Linked DNA regions of Zea mays: region 2 is linked to region 1. A link is a contact called in public Hi-C data. All regions are on one chromosome and are shown on one strand. The core of a region is the stretch at or near the end of the contact, and the rest is flanking DNA. Distances in the headings are between cores, read along the strand shown. Region 1 has its middle 45 kb from the start of LOC100217036. Region 2 overlaps LOC103648919 (protein translocase subunit SECA2, chloroplastic).

Region 1 (6,857 bases), core at 2,818-5,317:
GATAAATGCATCGGGGCTTGCCTTGAGTTGTAGGAGTAGGTGCTTCTTCACCACAGATGTCAAAGTAGAAATTGTTCTCCACATGAGTATTCCTATCGAAGGGGCAACTTCTACTATATAATCTTCTTCATGTTCTACACGCAATAATACATATTTGGATGCTTATGTTATGCCATGAACATGCATGTTTATAAACAAGAATTACAAAACACTCTATTGAATACAACTTTCATTCACGGAGTTTATTAGCCATAATAACTTCCTAGCTAAATAATCTTCTAAGATTAACTTAACTCATCTTTTTCGGCTTAACAAGTTATAGCAAGTTCACTATTTCCAATTTCACTTGCAAAACTAACTCCTAACCAAACTTTGTTATAAATGGGTTTAATTCTTTGGACTATTATTGATTCCTTGGTCAAACAGTGTCCAAACAAGTTCAAACTTCACTCAAGGGCTAGAACAAACATACCAAAGCCTACTCAAAAGGTTTCATGATTTTTGGAACTCCTAATATATTTCTAACATTCTAATAGGCTTTGCATAAGCACCTGTAAATGCTATATAATTTATTGTTTGCACTAAAAATGTTGAAACTATGTTTATTAAATACTATCTAATTTTAGGAGTCTAGTAAAATTGGTCCCATTATTTTACCATTTTTCTACAATTTTTGCTAGATTTTGCAAGTTATTGGCAAAAGGAAAAGGGAAAATTATGACCAGGATTGGGCCAAATCTAGCCCGAGCCAACCCAACCCCGCTCAGAACGCGTGCGCGCCTGCGCCCGCGTATGGGATTTTGCGCAAAGGTCCCCAACGATTCAAATAACTGGAGATGAGCCCGCAACACTATTTTATTGACTCAGTGACATCTTCACTTAAACCCCCTATTCTTATTCCTTTACAACCTCAGGTCCCTGACGACGACGACGCGTTCCCCGACCACCCCTCGCCTGAACTCGCCGACGATGACCAAGATCAACGAAATCGAGTACATGTTGGTCACTTGTTCTCAAATGTTGTAGACCAAGAACAAGGCAACACAATTGTTAATTATTATGGACCTTCGTCCTCCGAAGCATTATCTCCACATGGGAATAACGCTCATCAGACGAAGGTCAAGAAGGACACACCTCCATCATTTAATATGTGAATGAAAATGTAAAAGGATGAAGACATTAACTGCATTTCATTAATTCATACATATTTGCATTTCATAAAACATGTATGAATATTAACTACATTTCATTAGCAAATGTTTCTTGCAAATCAGCAATGTGATTTTCTTGCTTCATGCTTTTGACTATGATATCATCAACATATGTCAACACATTCTTGCCAATTTGGGAGTGGGGAACTTTGGGAGTCATCCTGCTGAAGCTTCCTCCAGCATTCTTGAGCCCCTCAGGCATCCGAAGGTAGTAGTATGTCCCACTGGGTGTTATGAAGCTTGTCTTGAGCTCGTCTTCTTTCTTCATCCAAATTTGGTGGTACCCTGAATAATAGTCCAATAGGCTCATTAGCTTCGAAGTAGTTGCTCCATCCACAAGAGAGTCTATTCTAGGTAAAGGAAACTCATCCTTCGGACACGCTTTATTAAGATCTGTGAAATCAATGCACATTCTCCACTTTCCATTAGCCTTCTTCACCATTACAGTATTAGCCAGCCACTCTGGATATGTTACCTCTCTGATCACTCCGGCACTCAGAAGCCTTTTGACTTCGTTTCGTGCACCTTCTGCTTTGTCATCGGACATCTTGCGAAGCTTCTGCCTTCTTGGCCTGATAACTGGATCTACATTAAGTGCATGCTCGATGACGTCTCTGTTGACACCACAGAGATCATTGGCTGACCAGGCAAAGACATCCTTGTTGTTGAACAAAAACTTCAACAAGGTTTTTTTCTTGTTCATCAGACAGTTGTGATCCCAGCAACACCTTCTGCTTGGCTATGTCCTCGCATAGAAGCATGGGCTTCGGCTGGTCTGCTGAGGCAGCCTTATCTCTTTTGTGTTTGCACTGCTGATGAACTTCAGCTTCATCTATGTTATGGATAGCCTTTGAATCTATCCAATTCCCTTCGGCCCTTCTAGCAGCCTCTTGACTCCCATGCACAGCTATGGGGCCTTGGTTTGATGGTATTTTCATGCACAGATACGCTGGATGAAGTATTGCTTCGAAGGCATTTAATGTTCCTCGCCCAATGATTGCATTGTAGGGATACTCCATATCAACAATGTCAAAGACAACCTGCTCTGTCCTTGTGTTGTGAACGTAGCCGAAGGTGATCGACATAGTTATCTTGCCAAGTGCCACAATCTGCCTTCCTTCGAAGCCATAGAGGGGGTGCGTTGCATCATGTATCTTGTCGTCCTGCTCCTGCATCTGCCTAAAAGCTTTTCAAAGATAATATTTGTTGCACTGCCTGTGTCTACAAGGACATTATGAACCAGCAACCCCTTGATGACACAAGATATAACCATTGCATCATTGTGAGGATAATCCTTGAGCTGAAGGTCTTCCTAGGAGAAGGTTATTGGTATATGAGACCACTTGGACTTGATGAAGGGTCCTTGCACTCCAACATGTTGTACCCTTTTCTGTGCTTCCATCTTCTGCTTCTTATTGGCTAGTTGAGAACTTGAACCACCTGTGATTGGAAGCACCAGCTTTGTAGCCAAAGGTACCACAGCTTGGTTGCCTTGTGAAGCCATCGTCGCAGTCGTGAAAGTGAGTTCACTGGAGGTGGGCGCCAATGTTGGTCACTTGTTCTCAAATGTTGTATATCAAGAACAAAGCAACACAATTGTTAATTATTATGGACCTTCGTCCTCCGAAGCATTATCTCCACATGGGAATAACGCTCATCAGACGAAGGTCAAGAAGGACTCACCTTCATCATTTAATATGTGAATGAAAATGTAAAAGGATGAAGACATTAGCTGCATTTCATTAATTCATACATATTTGCATTTCATAAAACATGTATGAATATTGACAGTATCAGTATTATATTGATACCTTCGGCTTGCTCGAAGGTGAAGAAGCGAGAGAGTGATTACAACTCCGCGTGAACATTACGGTGTTTATTGTTCATCTATTTATAGGCACGAGACACAGCCTGGGTAAAATTACATTCATGACCCTTAACATTTATCTACAGACGACCTGGATTATTAAGGTCTATCTGGTCTTTTCTTCTTCTGCTTGAGCTGAATCGAAGCTGATGATACCTTCGGCATTCTGCATAGTTACTTCTACGCAAGGTCTTCGTCTTAAGAAGCTGAAACGAAGGTGATGATAGCTTCGGTGGGCCTCTGTATTATTTTGTCAAAGGTGTTTCTGTCTTGAGGACCTTCGGTGGGAAAGAAGATCCCCAACATTACATGTCGACCATTTCCGAACCTAGGCAACTTTAACCCACACGATATATATCTGGCAAAACCACCTCGGGATACTCCCTACCCATGAAGATGGTGGAGCTGTTCCTAGCAGTGTAGGATGGTAGAGTTTAAATTGAAGGTACGGCGAGAATCAGTGAGTCACCAGAACTCCAAAACGACGGTCGGGAAGGTGGGCGAATGGATGGAGCAGTGGGTCGACGTGGAGGGCGGCCTGCGACGGTGTCTAGTGATTGTGAGACGATGTTCTCAGAGTTTCACTACAGTAGATTTTGATTGGCCGACACCGTGAGAAACTAGAGGTCAGAGAGATACCAGAACAAGAATAAGAAGAGCATAAACTATCCGGAGAAGCGCTGGCCACGGTGAAGCTCCCCTACGACGCTGGTGACCGCTTTCAGGAAAATCCGATGAACTCAAGCTATAGTGGAAGAGAGGGGCTAGCTGAGGGTGGGTTGGGCACGTAACAGAGAGGCGGAGTGAGGGGAACACTCAATTTAAAGGGACTAATTGCGTGCTTCATGAATTTGGGATGAGAGTACCCACGGCGGCGGTGAGATATTGTCACCGAGCCCGTTCACCGTGGCACGCGAGGAAGTAATGGCTCAAGGCGGTAATTGGTTGCTTGCCATGACTTACAGCGACGTGGTGAAGCACACTATTACGTGGCATGGCAGAGATGGGCGGTGACCCCCGGCGTTGATAACACGGCGGGCCGCAGGGCAATTGGATGTCGTGGAGAAGCCGGCCAAGCTCCTATGTTCCTCCCCCTAAAGATCTTTTACCTTGGCATGTACTCCAAACTTGGCGCGAATCTCTGCGACGAGCTCGGATCATGGCGCACGACCACTGGCGGCAAGGTTCAGCGAACCGTGGATCTTTGTCAGTTACTGTTCCAATCGAAACTCCTTTTCAAAACTGCCTGATATAGAAAGTTTGAGGGCATATTACTCCCATTTCCAAGTAGTAACATACCAACTCGACTTTAGCAAAGTTGTTCTCCTATATATGACCTTCAACTTTGTCACAGTGACCCTAACCTTAACCTCACTAGATTATCCATAATTTAGCTCCAAAGTTGGACCGATGTCACTGTCAGTCTAGGTTCAAAGTACCCCCTTAACTGACAGCCATACTTCAAGGGTGTTTTACTCCAAGTTCCATGTAATTTTTGGGCTAGGTCACTTAATCAAATTGATACTACTATAGAAGCTCTACAACTTTGTCATGGTGAGTTATAGCAAAACCCTCATGGATTTAAAACTACAAGTGTCCAAAGTTGGCTCAATATCACTGTTTTTTAGAATTCCAAATTCTTGAGCACTTGTGAACTTTTGCACTTTACCCCAAATTGCTCCACAAAACTTGAATATCTTCAAATATAAAAGTTGCTTAGTTTTTGTTACGCTACCACTTTGATATATATACTTTTGGCAAAAAGTGGCTAGATCATGATTTTCACTTTGGCTCTAATGGGTGCGTTTGGTTGCGGGTCAGCTAGGACAGGGACGTCCCCTGGTGTCCCCTCTCGTCCCTCCAATTTTGAGGGACAACAGGGGACAACACTGGGATAGTCCTGTCCCAATCTTTGATCCAGAACCAAACAGCCTAATTTGAAGGATCGTCCCATCCTATCCCGTCCTGTCATTGCAACCAAACGCACCCTAAGTGTTTTGGAGCTCTCAATTGCCTTTAGGGGCTTCACCTCTTCTATACCTCACCCCTTAGGGTATAATCCCTAATTAGCAAAAGCACCCTCCCCACTTTGACCATATGGTCAATTGACTACTAACTCATGTGGTGACTCATTCCTCACTTGGTTCAAACAACCCTACAAAGTATACCCTATACCCAAACAAGTATCACATCACATGTTGTTTTGAAATTTTAGCCTAGTGGATGCATTCTAAGTGTATCACAAACAATGAAATGCAAGTGCACATGATGTCATGCCAATGTTTTAGTTCTCGTAACAGCATGGGTGTTACATCCTCTCCCCCACAAAAGAATCTTGTCCTGAGATTTAAACCTCCTAGGTAAGTAATGGAAAAGGAAATGTGTCACAACTTTATTTCATATCTTCTCTTACAAGGTAGGGGGTGAATATGTGTGTCTGACTGACTTTACAATAAAATGTACAAAACTTTAGGGTTTACAAGAAGCTAGAAACTCAGGAAAATGCTTTTCTAAATAATCTTCGAATTCCCAAGTGGCCTCTTCTTCGGTATGTTGATTCCATTGTACTTTATAAAACTTGAGTGTCCTTATTCTAGTGACTCGATCCTTTTGGTCCAAAACTCGTACTGGATATTCCGAATAAGTTAGGTCTGGTCCCAAGTTAACTTCTGATACATCCATGGTTTGATCGGGTACTCGGAGGCACTTCTTTGCTGTGATACGTGGAACACACTGTGTACCATAGACAAAGATTCTAGTAGCTGAAGTTTATACACAACATGCCCACATCGTTCAAGAATAGGGAACATACCAATGTATTGAGGTGCTAACTTTCCTTTGACTCCAAAATGGTTAACTCCCTTCGTTGGCGATACTTTCAATGGTCGGCGTCGCTTATCCACGTAATTCTTTTGTCGTGCTTGAGCTTCTCTTAAATTGTGTCGACTATGTTGAACCTTTTCTTCTATTTCCTTTACCAAATCAGGTCTGAAGAACCATCGCTCTCCTAGCTTTGACTAGTTTAAAGGTATTCTACATCGTCGACCATATAGAGTCTCGAATGGCACCATTTTGATACTCTCTTGATAACTGTTATTGTAGGAAAATTTTGCAAGAGGTAAATAGTCATCCCACTTATGTGTAGATTTCTAAACACAAGCTCTCAACATATCTTCCATTATTTGATTTACTCTCTCTGTTTGCCCACTTGTCTAGGATGATAGGCCAAACTATGGAGCAACTTAGTACCCAAATACTTGTGCAATTATTCCCAAAACTTGGATATAAATTGCGGTCCTCAGTGCGACACAATCGTTCTTGGCACCCCATGCATGTCCAGGATACGTGCAATATACACTTGAGCATATACAACCACTGGATACTTGGTTTTAACTAGAAGAAAATGAGATGTCTTGGTAAGACAATCCACTATAACCCATATAGAGTCATACCCTTTGGATGTCTTGGGTAGTCCGACAATAAAGTCCATAGTAATGTCATCCCACTTCTAGGTTGGACGAGCAATGACTATATGGGACCTTACACCTTCATGTGCATAGCTTTTACTCACTGACAAGAATCACACTTTGCTACATAGCGAGCAATTTCTATCTTCATATTAGTCCACCAATAATGTGGCTTCAGATCTTCGTACATCTTAGTACTCCCTGGGTGGATAGAATACCAAGTGAGATGAGCTTCATCCAAGATCTATTGGTGGAGCTCAACATCCTTAGGCACCACTATGCAGTCTTTAAACCATAATATTCCTTGATCAT
Region 2 (6,857 bases), core at 3,007-5,506, 150 kb before region 1:
TAGGGAATGGGACTACTACTCTCTTCTGGTCGGATAGATGGATTCATGGGAATACTATCCAGGACATTGCCCCTGAGGTAGTGGGTATGGTTGGCCGCAAGGCGTATTCTTCCAGAACGGTGGCACATGCTCCGGATAATTGGCATTGGGTCAGTGACATTCGTGTTCCTCTTTCCTTGAGAGGGTTGCAGCAATATCTGTTGTTATGGGATACTGTGGGAGAAGTTTTGCTTTCTCAAGATGCTGACAAACATGTTTGGATGCACTCTTCTTCTGGGGTGTTCTCCTCGAAGTCTTGCTATAAGGCTTTTTTCATGGGATCCATTTCATTTGAGCCATGGAAACGTTTGTGGAAATCCTGGGCTCCCCCAAAATGCAAGTTCTTCCTCTGGTTGGCGATAAGGAATAAGTGTTGGACTGCTGATAGACTAAGAAGGAGAGGGTTGCAACACCCGGTTGTTTGTGTTCTATGTGACCAAGAGCAGGAAACAGTGCAACATCTTCTGTGTACTTGCAGTTTTGCCAGGCAGTTTTGGCATGTTATCCTTTTTCCCTTGAGTCTAGGGGCTCTTACTCCTGCTGTTGATGAAATCTCCTTTGCTGATTGGTGGAGGAAGGTGATTAAGAAGGTGCACAAAAGCAGAAAGAAAGGCTTCAACAGTCTCATTATTTTGGGGTCATGGTGCTTATGGCTGACTAGAAACAGAGCTGTTTTTGATGGTGTGAACCCTTCCCTAAGCTCTGTAAAAAATTTGTTTCTGGAAGAGTTAAGTTGCTGGGTTAGGGCTGGGGCTAAGCAGCTAGCAAGTTTTGGTCTTCCTGCTATTATGAGTAGGGTCTAGATTGTGGTCAAGTGTTCGGTTTGCCCTATGGGCATTGTACTTTGGTCCTCTTGGACCTTTTTTCCTCTCTTAATATAATGACGTGCAGTCCTCCTGCGCGTTCGAGAAAAAAAGAACCCTAACCCTAATGGGACGGCCCAGATACATAACACACACTGTCTAACAGTTTCATCTCTAGCCTATGTCATCCTGCTCGTGACAAAATGCTTTCTTGATTTTGTTGCTCTTGTTCGCTACCACTATAACTGTACAATTAAATAGACAAGCTTTATTTTTTCCCAGCTGCGCGGCAGAGCAGGCAGACAGGGTGATCCTGGGTCGACACGGTTTATGGTGAGGTATGTTTGTTCCCCGAAAGAAGCACTTTAGCCTGCTAAACTGCTGTAACTTCTGGTATGATCTGATAATATAGTATATGCTTAATGAATTTGACAGTGTCTAACTTTTTACACTCAGCTTACAAGATGAAATATTCCAGAAATTTAATCTGGACACTGAATGGGCCGTGAGGCTAATATCAAGGATAACGAATGATGAAGACATAGCTATCGAGAGCAATGTTGTTGTGAAACAGGTCGGATTTGTATTTTTTTACAACGCCATATTCAAGCATCATGTGGTTGGTGGCATCACAGTGATAATCTTGCTGACGTTCATTGAGTCTTCAAAATGCAGCTTCTAGGCCTTCAAATCAACGCGGAGAAATATTATTTTGGAATAAGGAAAAGTCTGGTTGAGTTCGATGAAGTCCTGGAGGTATGCAACTGCCCCAAATTGCAGTACTTGTATTCTGTAGTATAACTTTTTGCTATTCACTTGCATAAACAATAACCTCAGGTAGCAATCTCCTTTTACTATCGTTTCTATTGTGAATACCCTTTTATACTCTAGTTATCCTTTTCCTCTTCAGATCATGATCACCAGATCTTGTTGTAGGGGTGCAAATTGGTGCCCCTAAGGGCTAGTTTGGTGGACCGGGAAATAGAGGGGATCCATGGGGGATCCCTTTTATACTCTAGTTATCCTTGCTATTCAATTTTGAATAACAAGTGGATCCCTCTCCCATGGATCCCCTCCATTTCCATGTCCACCAAACCAGCTCTAAGGGTCTTCACTAACCCTCTTTAGTTTAATTATTAGTACTAGTTTTCCAAATTTGGTCTCATTTTTGGAAGACTTGGATTCATTGGCAATAGAAATTATAGTAAAAAGGTATTCACAGTACATGAGTGCCTTTCAGTTTCTAATAGCATCACAAATATTCATGTGGATTCTTTTGTTCATACCTTCGGTAGGTCCAAAGAAAGCATGTATACAACCTTAGGCAGGTGATATTATCTGGTGACTCTGAAAGCTGCAGTGAACAAATTTTCCAGTAAGTTTACTATTGCCTCACGCATGAAGCTTTTGAATGTTGCTTATGAAATGGTAGAGCTATAAAGCATATTCTTTTGGATCAAAATTGTGGCGCAGAAATAATCCATCATACTTTAAGTCATTGTTTTTCACATGGTTTTTAAAGCGGTAAGGCGCTCCGAGGCGTTGGACCACCGCCTAGACGCCTAGGCGGCGCCTAGGCGACGCCTAGGCGAGGTAGGCGGGCAAGGCGCCTAGGCGTCAGACCACCGCCCGGACGCCTAGGCGTCGCCTAGGCGACGCCTTAAAAACAGTGGTTTTTCATCACTTTGTCAACACACCTTTCCAAAACAATGTTTGGCTTTTACGTAAATCATTACATGTAGTTACTTTTTTTTTGTTCAAAATGTTGCTATTTTTATTGACATGCCTTTAATTGGAATTCTATTAGGTACATGCAAGCGGTAGCTGATGAAATTGTTTTGGTAAATGTTGACCCCCAAAAGGTACTTGCTGTGTCCTGATCCTTATGTTCATTTCTGAAAGCATTTATTTCAGTGCCATGTCAGTTGTCAAAATCGTATATTTCTTTCAGCCACCCAAGGCATGGAATCTGGTAAAGCTTTTGGATGAATTTGTTAGTCTAGGCGGAAAACTGAGTGGTAATATGCACAAATTATTTTTAGCTCATGTTATTCTATAATGGCTATTCTGATTTCTGAGATGCTCTGCAGAATCATTCAAGGACATCCGAGAGCAAAACCTCCAATCAGCACTTGAGCAAATGCAAGGTTGGGGTCCTGTGAAGGCTGATAGTTTCGCCCTTCCAAACATGCCGTTGCCGCCCGATTCATTCAGAGGAATTCGAAAAAGAACATCTTCAATAACGCGGTGGTTTTCCATTTGTGTTGATGATACGTCAAAGTATGTCGTGACATGATACACATATATATTTTATAGATGGCACGATATAGCATTCACGACTATAGCTATTGATTTGAAAGTTTGTATGTTGCTTCTTTTCGATAAATCAATCCAGGAAAGGGAGATATACAAACACTGTGAATCTGCTCCGGAAATATTTTGGGGATTTTCTAATAGCTACCTACTTGAATGCCGTGCAAGAGTCCCGTTATGACGATGCTTATATAGGTGGAATTGAGGTTTGATTCTCTTTTGAATTGTTTTCATAAAGTTTGTCTGGTCATAGACCCTAACCAAACAATATCCATGTTTTTTTTTCTGGACTTTGGACATTCTGTGTTCCCCTACATGAAACATATTTGATTGCTTAAACATCTTCCGTAAATTTATTTATGAAAGTTTATACCTCTGTTTAATTGCAGAGGGAAGTACTATTGAAGACTCTTGATACATTATGGAAAGACCATTTGGTAAACATGAACAAGCTTAGTTCTGCTGTAAGTCGTTCCTTGAGATGTCTGCTTTCGAAATATTTACATCTGCTTTTCTTTTCCGAGAACATGTTCTTCAAGTTAAATAAAAAAAGGAAAGCACTGTAGACCAAAGAATGTTATTGCCTGTGCGTTTAATTGTCTGCTGAGTGCTGATGTCTTATTCCAAGTACTGTGGTGTTGAGTGGATTTTTAACTCTTGCTAGGTGAACGTTCGGAGTTTTGGACACAGAAATCCTCTGGAAGAGTACAAGATCGATGGCTGCCGCTTCTTCATCTCAATGTTGAGCGCCACACGACGTCTCACCGTGGAATCCCTTGTGCACTACTGGTCGTCGCCCATGGAGTCCGAGGAGATCTTCAACACAGAGGATCAATAGCAGAAGACCTGACGTGGACTGGTGCTGCAAGTTGTGGGCAGGTTAATTAGCAGAGAGGCACAGGTATAAACAGGAGCCGCGCGCGGCGTGTGTTAACCCTGTAAAATCACAAGCTGACATGGCCACGGTTGCGTCGATTTCGCGCTGTGGCTGTGCACCTACATATAAAACTAAGTACATCTCAATGCACAAGAGGGTAGTAACTGGATAGGTGTGGACTGCAAGACAGTCTGATCCATCCCACATCAGCAATACGGCGTTGCCGCAAAGTTGGCATCTCGTTCACAGTGTACTGTGGTCCTTTAGCCTGTCATGATGATGAAAAAGTCCGCTCTGTACCTTTTTCTTTCATCGCTCGTCAGACGGAACAGGAGAGTGCGGAATCTCTTGCTTGTGGATGACGAACTCTTCGTGCAGGTAGGTACGCAGCCTAGTGGTCATGCTTTGACATTGCCAAATATTTGGTTTTTAATTTTTTTTCGGGCGTGTGATGGTGGCAATTTGTAAGTAAAAAACTCTAGGGAGTATGGTACCGATTTAACCTGTGTGTACTGCTGCAGTTGCAACAATATACTGTACAAAAAGTAGAAGCCCGTGAATTAAAGCTTAAGTCTCCTGGATGCTGCTGGTTCGTTTTTTTTTCCTTTAATTTGTTTCACTGCTTGGATAACACAGTGATCGGTGCTCCAACTGGGCCATTGCAGCAGCGTTAGAAGGCATTTCTGCTTTGGTTACGCACCTTACACGTGGGAAAAGGACTGAACATTGTGTTGGCAATAATTCAGATATACAGTGCTGCGTGCACGAACACATGCAAGTGCGATGCATCTGGGCCAGGTTTCAAGCTTTACTGGACATTTCCTGCTTGATGTGTCCTGCGCCAATCCCACACGCTGACGCACACCAAGCCAGGACAAAACACACCTTGCATTTCACGCGTCTGTTTCGCGTGGGCGGCTCCACTTTTGTATGCCGCCTTTTCATGCTGCCGGTATCAGCGTGTCGTGTCGTCGCCCGCAGGCCAGCGGCGTTCGCGCGCGCGCAATCGCCAGCGTTGGTATGCTTCGCTTTTTTTTTTGGTTGGGGGTGCTGCGTCGTCGTCGGACCGACACACGGTGCTCCATGGTTCCATACTACAGTGCATCGGGCAGTGCAAATTATTGGCATCCACAGGCAGACATTGACCTGGACCCCTACCAATCTACTCTACCAAATGCGTGCTTGATGCTCAGGTACTCGAGACTTGGGCGTTCATCAGTCAAGGACATTGACTTGGACCAAGACCGACAGGTGAGACCGTGTGAGTGACTGGGAGTAGGGATGGATCCGCATACTATTTGGATATAATTTTTTTGTCTTATTTCTTCTATTGCAAACAAATAAAATATAAAATTTGCTAAACAAATTTATATTATTAGTTTTAACATTGAGATTATTAAGATCGATAAAAGGTAAACTTTAAATTCATTCTATATATTTTTTATATAGTTCATATAAAAATTGGATACGTATATGAATTCTGATTCGAATGTTTTTCACCTTTTTCGTCGTAGGAAGAAAATAATGCAAAAATACAAAATTTTATCCTTGTCTTCCATGATATTCTTAACCATATGTCTAAAAAGTAGTACTAAATTATATATATATCTATACCAAAATATTAAATTTGTCATATAATTTGGATGTTTAGAATCCATTCCTACCTGGGAGTTGGGACACGAGACTTGCCCGAGAGGGATGTAAATGATACAAATATTATCTATCTGTATTCGAATTTGATCCATCTAAGAGGGTTGAGACCTGATCCGTATTCGAGTACGAGTATCCAGTATCTGATCTATATCAGTATCCGTATACTCAAAGCAGATACCCATCGGATCTTATGTGACACAACTCGATAATATTTATATACGAATCTGACGAGAAAACCAAAAAACAAATATAAAACAAGTAATATTCGTTCGTATCACATCCTATTACATCCCTATTCATCAGTGCTGCGGCTGGCACTCAAGTAAATGTAGACTAATGGATCGCAGCAATGATTTCCTTCTCTTCTGTGTTGAACGAAGACCCTTTCGCACCACATCTCTCTTCTGTGCGAAGACCCTTTCGCACCACATCTCAGCCCACGTGGCCATCTGGTCAAAACCTAAGGATCCGTTCCACTCAGAGCTCTCTTTCTTTTCTAGTCTCCTGATGTACTACCTACGCCTCAAAATAATAAAAATCCTCACTTTCTCAAAAATCAAATTTATTGGATTTTGACTATATAAAAAGTATTAGTATTTATGACAATGAACACGTAGCATTAGATTAATTATAAAATATAATTGCATACGAAAATTATTTGAGATATAAATATGTAATTAAATTTTCTTTTAGGGTGGAGGAGTTGACATATTTTGATAAGCAGAACGAGTACCACAATGCAGTCGTTGTCATTTTTGAACACAAAATACTGCTTAATAGAGGCACTACAGGCTTAGGTGCTCTCCAATAAAGTTTGTGTTGAGCACTATATGTGGCACCTGAGGACGGTCCGGCCATGTGGCCTGGATGATCCGTGTCTCAGACTGTCGATCCGCGTCTCAGACCGGATGTAACACTCCGGGATCCACAAACACCCCGAAATGCTACTAAACTACATAACTAACATTCATATATAAAATTTCGACAACATCTCCTTTGAAAATTTGCATAAACGTGGAAGCAACAGAGTATAAACAGATATCATGATAAGAAAACATACTAGACATTAATAATCTGCTAGCAATGGGAAGATAACCATAACGACATAAACTGAATTAACTAGTGTACATGACTAGTTAAAAACAAACATCCATTACAAGAAGTTTCTAATT

What was found. A called contact is a pair of places that touch in the nucleus more often than the background predicts.
Region 2: a contact with region 1 is called in a Hi-C map of leaf, with 4 times the contacts expected there. The contact joins two enhancer-like sites. A contact is called at or near these places in 2 of 25 Hi-C or Micro-C datasets (ear and leaf).

Annotation. Positions count from the first base shown.
Region 1 is chr2:132,194,876-132,201,732 of Zm-B73-REFERENCE-NAM-5.0, reverse strand. No RefSeq gene overlaps it. Among protein-coding and RNA genes, the nearest start is that of LOC100217036, 45 kb to the right of the region's middle. Within about 2 kb of position 4,067, at least 3 of the 20 cell types and tissues checked have an H3K27ac peak or open chromatin away from gene starts, as enhancers often do. A contact at or near this core is called in leaf, where this site is marked.
Region 2 is chr2:132,340,265-132,347,121 of Zm-B73-REFERENCE-NAM-5.0, reverse strand. It overlaps LOC103648919 (protein translocase subunit SECA2, chloroplastic), which reads left to right. Exons shown (of 30, transcript XM_020548408.1): 21 at 1,125-1,180; 22 at 1,299-1,416; 23 at 1,518-1,598; 24 at 2,138-2,217; 25 at 2,650-2,704; 26 at 2,794-2,860; 27 at 2,933-3,122; 28 at 3,238-3,361; 29 at 3,545-3,619; 30 at 3,820-4,603. The coding sequence ends at 3,993. Among protein-coding and RNA genes, the nearest start is that of LOC103648919, 31 kb to the left of the region's middle. Within about 2 kb of position 4,256, at least 20 of the 20 cell types and tissues checked have an H3K27ac peak or open chromatin away from gene starts, as enhancers often do. A contact at or near this core is called in leaf, where this site is marked.